Regions from separate parts of the Mus musculus genome. Here region 1 is linked to region 2. Evidence: chromatin contacts called from public promoter capture Hi-C data. All regions are on one chromosome and are shown on one strand. The core of a region is the stretch at or near the end of the contact, and the rest is flanking DNA. Distances in the headings are between cores, read along the strand shown. Region 1 holds the start of Pik3r5 (phosphoinositide-3-kinase regulatory subunit 5). Region 2 holds the start of Ntn1 (netrin 1).

The links. Capture Hi-C pulls out chosen DNA fragments and counts their contacts.
Region 1: a contact with region 2 is called in a promoter capture Hi-C map of adipose tissue. The contact joins the promoter of Pik3r5 here to the promoter of Ntn1 in region 2. A contact is called at or near these places in 1 of 39 promoter capture datasets (macrophages), 1 of 484 Hi-C or Micro-C datasets (embryonic stem cells), 6 of 115 datasets of contacts at active chromatin or transcription factors (effector CD8 T cells, embryonic stem cells, memory CD8 T cells and 1 more) and 2 of 9 other capture datasets (adipose tissue and pancreatic islet).

Annotation. Positions count from the first base shown.
Region 1 is chr11:68,428,894-68,433,563 of GRCm38.p6, forward strand. It overlaps Pik3r5 (phosphoinositide-3-kinase regulatory subunit 5), which reads left to right and starts at 3,232. Exons shown (of 19, transcript NM_177320.2): 1 at 3,232-3,369. It overlaps Gm32046 (a long non-coding RNA gene), which reads right to left and starts at 3,192. Exons shown (of 2, transcript XR_388771.3): 1 at 3,018-3,192; 2 at 1,795-2,785.
Region 2 is chr11:68,384,458-68,389,113 of GRCm38.p6, forward strand. Ntn1 (netrin 1) reads right to left here and starts at 2,369. Exons shown (of 7, transcript NM_008744.2): 1 at 2,153-2,369; 2 at 646-1,727. The coding sequence starts at 1,663.

The DNA of each region.
Region 1 (4,670 bases), core at 1,982-4,481, 45 kb after region 2:
GATCTCTTATTACACTTAACTATTGTGTGACAATGGTCCTCCAGTCTTTATGTGCCTCATCCATGAAATGGGTATTTTGTAGAATGACTCTCAGTGTGGGTGAGTCTGGTTTGTCCCCCATGGTTAGACTGAGGCAAAACATTTTAGGCACGTACATCTCAGAAATGACACGTCATTCTCAGGCCCTAGAATCACGTCACTCCATATGATGTCGTCAGTTTTGTTCAGTTGGCATAGGGGTGTCTGCCTGGTTTCTCTACTGCTAAGTTTCTGTTTTCTCCTTGTGGCGGTTATAGATCTGATGGGAAGTTATTAAGCAAAGCAAATAGCTCATTTTTTTAGTCCCTTCAGGCTGCAATATCAAAAACACCACACATGAAGTGACTGAAGGTCAACAAACATTTCTTCCTTCCTTCCTTCCTTCCTTCCTTCCTTCCTTCCTTCCTTCCTTCCTTCCTTCCTTCCTACGTTTCTTTTTGTTTGCTTGTTTGTTTTGCTTTGTTTTTTTTTTTTTGACACAAGATCTCTCTCTATAGCCCTGACTGTCCTGGAACTCACTGTGTAGACCAGGCTGGCCTCAAACTTACAGAGATCTGCCTGCCTCTGCTTTCTGAGTGCTGGGATTAGAGGCATGTGCCACCACACCCAGCCTTAGCAATTCCTTAATAATTTAGTCTACAACCCTTACATAGTCTCCCAAACACTGAAAACACAAATGTGAATGTTTTATTTTCCCTACCAGTTTTCACTAGCTTGCTTTCTTCCTTTCTTTCTTCCTTCCTTCCTTCCTTCCTTCCTTTCTTTCTTTCTTTCTTTCTTTCTTTCTTTCTTTCTTTCTTTCTCTCTTTCTTTCTTTCTTTCTTTCTCTTTTCCTCTTCTTCTTCTCCTTCTCCTCTTCCTCCTCCTCCTCCTCCTTCCCTCCTCCTCCTCCTCCTCCTCCTCCTCCTCCTCCTCCTCCTCCTCCTCCTCCTCCTTCTTTTGGAAGTATAGGCTAGAGGATTCCGGCTGTTGCCATTTTGTCAGATTCTCTTGACTATCCCTCTGGGTCACCTTCTGCTTCCCAGCTCCTCTGGGCTCAGTCTTTTCCCAGGAATGAATGGCAACTGATATGACCTGTTGTCTGGCTATGAGTACAGACTGAATAACTGAGGGGAGGCAATATAAACAGAAATCAGACTGTGGAAGGGCAAGGAGGGATGAAAAACTCAGGGCAGACTGCCTCGTGTCCTATGTGCTGAGGTACGGTTTACCATGAGCAGATAGTTTGGCTTTTAGGAAAGCATGCTAAGAGTTTGGATGTGAGCTGGCTGACTAGGCTTCCTGTGTTGGAAGCGTCGTCCTCTGCATGGTGCTGTCAGGAGCTGGAGCCTGTGGGGAGGGAATGAGATCCCAGGGCGTCTCGGCACTGACGACTGAGGTACAGAGGTGCAGAAGCACCAGAACCACAGGTTTTCCACTCAAGAGAGAAGTCCAGGCTACCATTTTGAATGGGATGGACAGATGGACCAAAGTGCTCTGGGAAAAGAGAAGCCAACTCATGCAAACATGCAAGGCTTCCAATGCTAAAGAGAAGATGAAGAAAAAGAAGCCAGAAACAGAGGTCTGAAGTGAAGGGTCTCCAGGGACCAGGGGAGTTTCCTCAGAAAGGTAGCAACAGTAAGCCACATGCTGGATCTGGCCTTTAGGGCTTTCCTGGTGACCTTTTTCTAGAACATAGTGGACTAAATGTAAGATGAGGAAGTCAAAACAGGGCAGGCTGCTCTCTGAAAACATCAGACAACGAAGGGAAGCAGGGGGATTACAAATAGCCTTGTTTGTAAGAGGAAACAACAGAGCTGTACAGTGGTGGGAATGTAACCAGGTGGCACCACCGAGTGACAGAGGCACCCATGGGTCTTTCCAGCTGCACTGGGGACACTGCTTCTAGTGGCTGTCACTTTAATTTCTGTCCAGAAGATGCCAGGTGCTCTTGAGGTCTGGTGGTTGGCCCTGCAGGGACAACAACACACCCCAGTGTTGAAGGGAGGAAAATTTCAAACTCAACATCTGCGCCACAGCTGCTAGTAAGAAAGAGGGTGTGCCATTGGAGGGCAGCATCGCTGGGTTTCTGAGGTCCTGAGCTTCCCGGGGTTTTAGCTTTATTCTGCCTTCAGTTTTGGGAATAGCAAGAATGCAGAAGAAGTCAAACATTCCACAACTTCTCTAGCACATTCCTGGACTGTGAAATGCGCTCTTCTCTATCTTCTCCTTCAGGCACCTACTGCCAATCTTGTCTGCTTCTTTACAGTGAAGCCTGCTTCCTCCATCCCTCTCCTCCAAATGTCAACATGTTTGTGAATAAAGTAGAGACTGGGGAGAGAGTTGTATGGACCACATTGCCCACGGCCGGGCTCCTCACCTGTAAACAGGTAGTTGGGATGGAGATCACTGTGGCTAGACCTATGGTGGGCATTGAGCCCCTTCCCACCTAGTTCCAACTTCTGCGCCCGCCCAAAGGGTACTTTCTGTTTCTGTCTATTTAGGGAAGTTGCTTTTTCTTGGTATTTAGGGAGTCAGGAAAAGAAAAACCATTGGGTTTTTACATTAGCTTTCAGGTAGGGTTGTGGCTTTTGAGCAACAATAACGTATGACCTTGTGGTCGGTTCTAGATCTACTACTGGGAAGGTGGAACCCAGCTGAAGTGATGAGAGATTCTGGTACCGTGTAGAGGTGGTGGGTTGTGAGATCAGAGGTTGCAGAAGCAGTGCTGGAAGTTTGGATTGGTTGGAAGTTTCTAGGAAGATTCCTGTAGACGGAATAGAGGAATCAGGGTGCTTACTCCTCAGCACATCAGGGGTGCAGGCCTTTTAAGGGTTAAGAGCACCCGAAAAATAGAAGTAGTAGGAGGAAGTGGGGCGCTGGGTCGCATTGCGAGAAGGAAGCAGCTCATCGGAGCTTCCTCTTTCTCCTCCTTCCCCGAAGCCCCCACCCACCCCTCCTGCACAGACAAAACGCTCTTCCGCCCCACGGAACCTCACCTTACTTTTGGGGAGCTGTGTTACTCAGTACTGGTACACAAGCCGAAGCGGATGGGGTCCTAGCGCAGGGCAACTGCTTTGAGTCCTAAACTCTAGGGCTGGATGTACCGGCTTGACACAATCGAGCCACCAGAGGGCGAGAGAGCCCGGCTGGGCGGCTAGCCCTGGTCATACCCCGCCCCCAAAGCCCCGCCCCAAAGGCCCCGCCTCCCCTAGGGTTGTAGAGACCCGGCAGATGCTGGGACTTGCTGCCCGGTTCCAGCCGCTGAGCGGTGGTCGGGGGCCTCACCCCAACTGCTGAGAGTCGCCGCAGGAGAGGGGCTCGGCGCCCGGCGCCCAGCGGGGACTGCAGGTGTGTAGCTGGACAGCCAGGGGGTGCTGAGGACGCGTATAAGAGCTCGAAGCACAGCCAGAGCAGGTTGGGACCATTCTGGAGTAGTGTGCTCCAACTGCAGCCGGTAGGCTGGACAGTTGGCGACCTTCTAGTTCTATAGTTAAGGTCCACCTAGGGGACCGGGGCCCACAAACCCATGGGACAAACCCAGAGGCAGAAGGGGCGTCCCAGGACTGTTCATCAAGATTGAAGTAGCTATGCGGCCAAGTGTGTGTGTGTGTGTGTGCAGCCTCCTGCTGGGTTACAAGCCACCGTGTGCTCTGGAGTGAAGGAACCTGCCTGTCTCTGGCTCTGAACTCTCTGGAGGAACGTGGACAACAGGAGTTGTTTGGCATCAGGACCGGGGCGTTATCCTCCACCGAGCCTCAGGCTGCCCAAAGTTAGTGACTCTCAGACGCGGCTGCGGGCTGGGAATTGCGCGCCCAGCACAGTGTTTACACGCCGGAGACACGCGAGTATGAGTGTGTGAATGTATACACGTGTGTGCATGGTAGGACTGGCATGATGGCCCATCCTAGGGTGGTAGTAGTAAATATGCAAGAAGTTCAGGACAGTAGGAGGAAGGAGGCTGTTCAGAGGGAAAAGGAAGGCGAGATGAAAGCAGCAGGATGTGGTATGAAGTGAGTTAAGCCTCCTGTCGAGAGGAGGGGTGGCTTTTGGCAACAGGAGGTCTAAAAGCAGGCCAACTCACCTGAAGGCCTTTTCTGAATGGCGGTCCACTTTGCTTTCCTTGCCTGGTAAGGCCCGGTTCCCAGAGCAGAGCTATGCTCCTGTAATGCCTGTCGAGTCTTTGGAACCCAGTTGTACAGTACAGCTTTCCAAGGTGAAACACATTTTAAATAGGGTTCTTAAGCCTTGATGGGGGAGTTTGCTTGGTAAGGTGTAAGACGGAATAGAGACCTGAAGTCCAGCCAGGTTCTGGCATATGACATCTCCTTATTTGTAAAACTGGCTGTGTATGTCTGAGCTGCAGTGTCAGGTCAGAAATGAAAGAACACAACGCAATGAGAGCTTCGTGGGCAACCCTCCACTGTGATTGTTACAAGCTCTTACAAGCACATAGAATCTGTATGTTTAAAGAGACTCATTCCCACCGAGGGGCTGAACTGTGCGCTACGTAAACGTGTGTGTGTGTGTGTGTGTGTGTGTGTGTGTGTATGTGTGTGTGTGTAGCCTGGTGTTTGAGCCTTTGGTCCAAATGAGCAGCAACGAATATTACCTATAAGGATATATCCTCAATTTGGAGATGTACATGTGGT
Region 2 (4,656 bases), core at 1,119-3,618:
CTCCTCTTGATAACACGAACACGCTGTTCAAACGGGGGGGGGGGAGGAGAGAAAAAAAATCAAACCATAAAAAGAGAATTGGAGGGTGCACGAGTGACATTTGCTTGGTACCCAACTGGTTCCAAGCTGCAAGGAGCTCTCTGCCTTCTCCCAAGGGATTCCTGGTTGTGGCTCTGGAACGTCCCCGGTCCCCAACCGCGCGCCCAGCTGCAGCCTTAGGAAAGGGGGATGGGGCGGAGGTGAACCCCAGGCACTAAGCAAACTGCGAGGAAGGCAGTGAATGTGTTTCCGTTTGGATCTGGGATTAGAAAGACCTGTCGGCAAATTTTCTCCAAACCACTCCCTCCACCCCCTGACCTCCCGGGCCACTTCTCCAGCCGCCTCTTGGTTTCGAAGTGGGTGAAAGGATGCAACACCGGGTGTCGGCAGAGCGGGCAGATGGCTCTGATCTCACCCCTCCCAGGTCCCATACGTCTCGGAACGCACGTCCCGAAGCAACTGTAAGGTCTCCGAAACCCACTATCCCGCGATGCTCGGACTCCTGGCTCCGTCGCTCGGGAGAACCCGCCGCTGCAAGGTCCAGGAGCTCCCCCCGCCCCACCGCGTCTCCACCCACCGCCCGCGGCGCCACGGCGCCCCACTCACCCACGCACTCGTTGGCCTCGCGGGCCGTGGCGCGCTGCCAGGGCCGGTCGTAGTGGAAGGGCTTGCAACGGTCGCATTCAGGGCCGGCCGTGTTGTGCCTACAGTCACACACCAGACTGTCGTCTCGGTCGCGCACGCAACGCGCCGCGTGGCCGTTGCACTTGCAGCGGCCGCCAACCTGCAGGTCAGACACTGCATAGTAATAGGAGTCGCGCGCCAGCTCCGAGTCGTCTTCGTTCTCGTCGCCGAACGTGTGCAGGCGGCTGAAAGCCACGCGGATGTCGGTGGCCGTGACCCAGTCCTGCAGCACCGGCGAGTTGTCGAAGTCGTGCGCCGAGGGCCGCCCGTCCAGCGTGCTGAAAGCGATCAGCCCGCCAGAGAGCGGGCGCATGTCGGTGTGCGAGTCGGTGCACACGGCCTCCTGCTCGTTCTGTTTGGTGATAGGCGCGCGGTGCGGCCGGTTGTACATTTTGCGGCACTGCGTGGAATAGAACTGGAAGGGCACCCACGTGCGCCCGTAGTCCATGGACTTGTAGATGGCCATGGACTCTGGCCGCGGCGAGCAGAATTGCAGGCTCACATAGGTCACCTCAAACTTCTTGCCGAGCGACAGAGTGAGCGTCACGTTGTGCGGGAACTGCAGGTAGTTCTCGGACTGCCAGCACGTCAGGTTGTGCGGGTTATTGAGGTCGGTGAGGAAGGCGGGCGGGTGCGCTTTCTTGGGATCCGAAGAGTTGCAGAGGTGACAGGAGCGCAGCCGCTCTTCACCACGCTCGCTCACCACGCAGTAGCGCGCCGGGGGCCGGCCGCAGGTGCTGGACACGCGCACGTCCTTGCCGAAGGCCGCGTTGACAAAGTCCGGGATGCAGCGGCGCGGGTGTCCATTCTCATCCGAGCAAGGATCAGGCTGCGCCGCCTGGCCGGCGAACATGCTAAGCCCGGGCCCGCCGCGCACCGCGCCCACCAGGCACGCCACCGCCGCCAGCGCCGCCAGCGCCTCCCACACAGCGCGCATCATGCTGTGGCCAGCTTGCCCCGGCCCCGCCGCGCCAAGGAGTCGGTTCGCCCGCCGCACCAGGCGCCTGCGGAGAGAGGGGAGCCGCGCTCAGCCAGCCAGCAGCCAGCCCGCCCCGCGCCCAACAGCCCTCGGTGGAGTGGCGGGCAAGTGCCCCGCTCCCCGGGGTACCAACCCCGAGACTGCCCACTTCCCTCCCCCAAAGTCCGGGGGACCCCGAGCGCAGGGGCTTCCAAACCTGAACCGCCCGCGCCCCTTCCTCCCGGCTTCCCCAGCCTCCCGGCCAACCGAAGAGCAAGCCCGCGCCCATCTGCCCATCCGCAGCTATGCCCATTCTCCTTGCTCCCTTAAGCCTCAGGCGCAGCAGGGCTCCAGATCCCCCAACCACGCACGGGCTCAGCGTCCTTTTCTCTTGCCACCTGGGGTCCTTCCTTTATAAATGCCCCCTCCCCAATCGCGTCCCCGCTGGGGATTCCGCGTAGGAGACTTTACCTCTAAGTGATGGCAAAAGAGAAAGAAAAGTTTGCCTGGCCCAAGCCGGGGAGCCCGCGCGCCGGACTGCAGAGAGCCTCTCGCTGGCGGCTAGCAAGAGCGTCCTGTCTCAACGCGGGCTTGCCAGCTCCATGCCCGGCGCGGCCGCCGCTGCCCCAGCCCCGGCCCCGGCCGCCACCGCCGCCGCCTCTTCCTCCCGAGTGACGACGCGGCCGCCGACTCCCGCCGCGGTCCGAGTGCTGCCCTGCCCGCCCGGGGCGCACACACACACACACACTCACGCTCGCTGGCGCGCACTCACACACGCACGCACGCCCCCGAAGGCTCTGCCGCCGCCCGCCGCTGCCGCTGCCGCTGCCGCCGCCGCCACCACTCGCGCTAGGAGTGGGGGGCGGAGGGGAGCGCGGAGGCGGGGCCGCCGGGCGGGGCGCCGGCCAGTAACGTCGGCAAGCAGCCGCCCGCTCACGAGCAAAGTTTTAACCCCGGGAAGAAGAAAGTTAAAGCCAACGGGCCCGGGATGCTCCAGAGGGCGAGAGCGAGCGGGTGGGAACCTGGGAGCCGGAGAAAGAACAGCAGAGACAAAGAGAAAGCAAGAGGAGCGCCCGGGGAAACCCCGGAGAGGGGGCAGGGCCGGCGCGCACCCTGTGGGGGTGGGGTGGGGGCGAGAACGGCTTTCTCCCTCCCGGTCCCAGCCAAACACATCTGTGTTTGTTTTCTTTTCTTCGCAGAGGTCCAGCCTTCCTCCAACCCAGACTGGTGGCCCCGGTGGCACTACGCTCAGGGCCTTGCCCCTATGGGCACTCGGCCCCAGAGGCGTGAGGAAGGGGAACTGGAAAGGGATGTGAACTTTCTGCCCCTAGGCTCTAGGGGATGGGGTGGGGGGCAACAAGAGGCAGCGCCTAAACCTCACAGAGTTGTCACTGCCAATTTTCTTTTAGGCCTGGAAGCTGTGGTGATTCGAGGCTAAAGGCCAAGAAGCTCGGACGCACCTGGATAGTGGCCTACTCAGGTCTATCCTGAACTTCAGAGATGGGGCCAGTTCAGTTCTCCCAGGGTCCCCTGAAGCTGACTTGGCAGCTCCTAGATCCTTTTTTTTTTTTAATATCCCTAGGGAGATTCCCACAATAGCTTTGCATAGTACCAATTGACTCTACTCTTCAACTAAGGGTGTGGAGGCTTCAGAGGCTAGGGATAACTTTCCCAAATTTCTGGCTACTTATATGTGTGTGTGTGTGTGTGTGTGTGTGTGTGTGTGTGTGTGTGTGTATGTATGTGTGTGTATATATATATAATTTGGATACAGTAATCTGGGCTCCTGGCCTGAGGCAGTGGTGTTCTCCTGTGGGTGGTGTGCTTTTGCCACTTCAGCTACTCTGGAGGCCGAAGGCTTGAGAGCTATCTTAAGCCCAGGAGTTCAAGGCCAGCATGGGGAACATACCCCATCTCAAAGAAACATGAGCTCTCTCACCACGTTTGTCTAATGGATAACCTCGCGCAATTACAGTCTCCTGGGGTGTCCTCGGGCCACCCAGCCTCTGGCCTGGTTCTCTGTTGCCTTAACAAAAGGACTGTGAACAAGAATGGTAACCTTTGGCTGTCTTGCAGCTACAGCCAGAGTTCAGAGGTGAGAATCTATCCAGCTGCGAGCTTGAAACTAGTTACTGTTAAGTTTCTTTCTCATTTAGAATGTGATTCAATAACAGACTCAGACAGAAAAACTCCACTCCTGATTCTGGCCCAAGGGCTTCCTTGCTTCAGCCCGCCTCATTCTGTTCCTTCCACTTTCATAGACTCTGAGAACCTAAGAAAGGGCCTCGGGGATGGGCTGGCCCAGCTTGTTCTCCTTGGACGAAGGCCCTTCTTCCTGGTCTTCCTGAGAGCTGGCCACCCAAGCCAGCTCTTCCAGGGAGGCAGGCCAGCTACAGCCCAAGGAAATAAATCCATGTCATTGCGGGGACAGTCTGGACTCACCCTTGGTCCCTGGGGTTGTGTTTTAGCTTTGCCTGTTTATGTCGTTTACCACTCTGTACTGTTTATTTATGCCTTGCCTTGTGGTAGAAAGGACTGCAGGTGAGTTACAGGGGTACTTAAAACACGGCAAAATAACATAAATCAGAAATGAGGCAAAAGGGACTACAAGAAATGTTTAACCATGGTGGACTTTGACATCTCAGTGGTATGCTGGAAGGAGACAGGGCACTTGGAAGAACACAGTTTGGAGCCAGAGTGCCTGCATCCAACTAGTGCCTCTGCTGTGTGGCCTGGGCAAGTCTTTGCATCTTTCTCAGCCTTGACTTTCTCACCTATAAAAGAGGGATACCAATATCTCTACCTCACAGGATCATGAGCATCAAATTAGTTGACACACAGGAATATTACAACTTATAGTACATATGCTTACATAGTGTAATTACATAACAACTCAAATAACCTGCTACATGTATGTCTATGTAAATACACATAAAACCAGGACTGGGGTGTAGCTTTCTGGTAGAGTGCTTGCC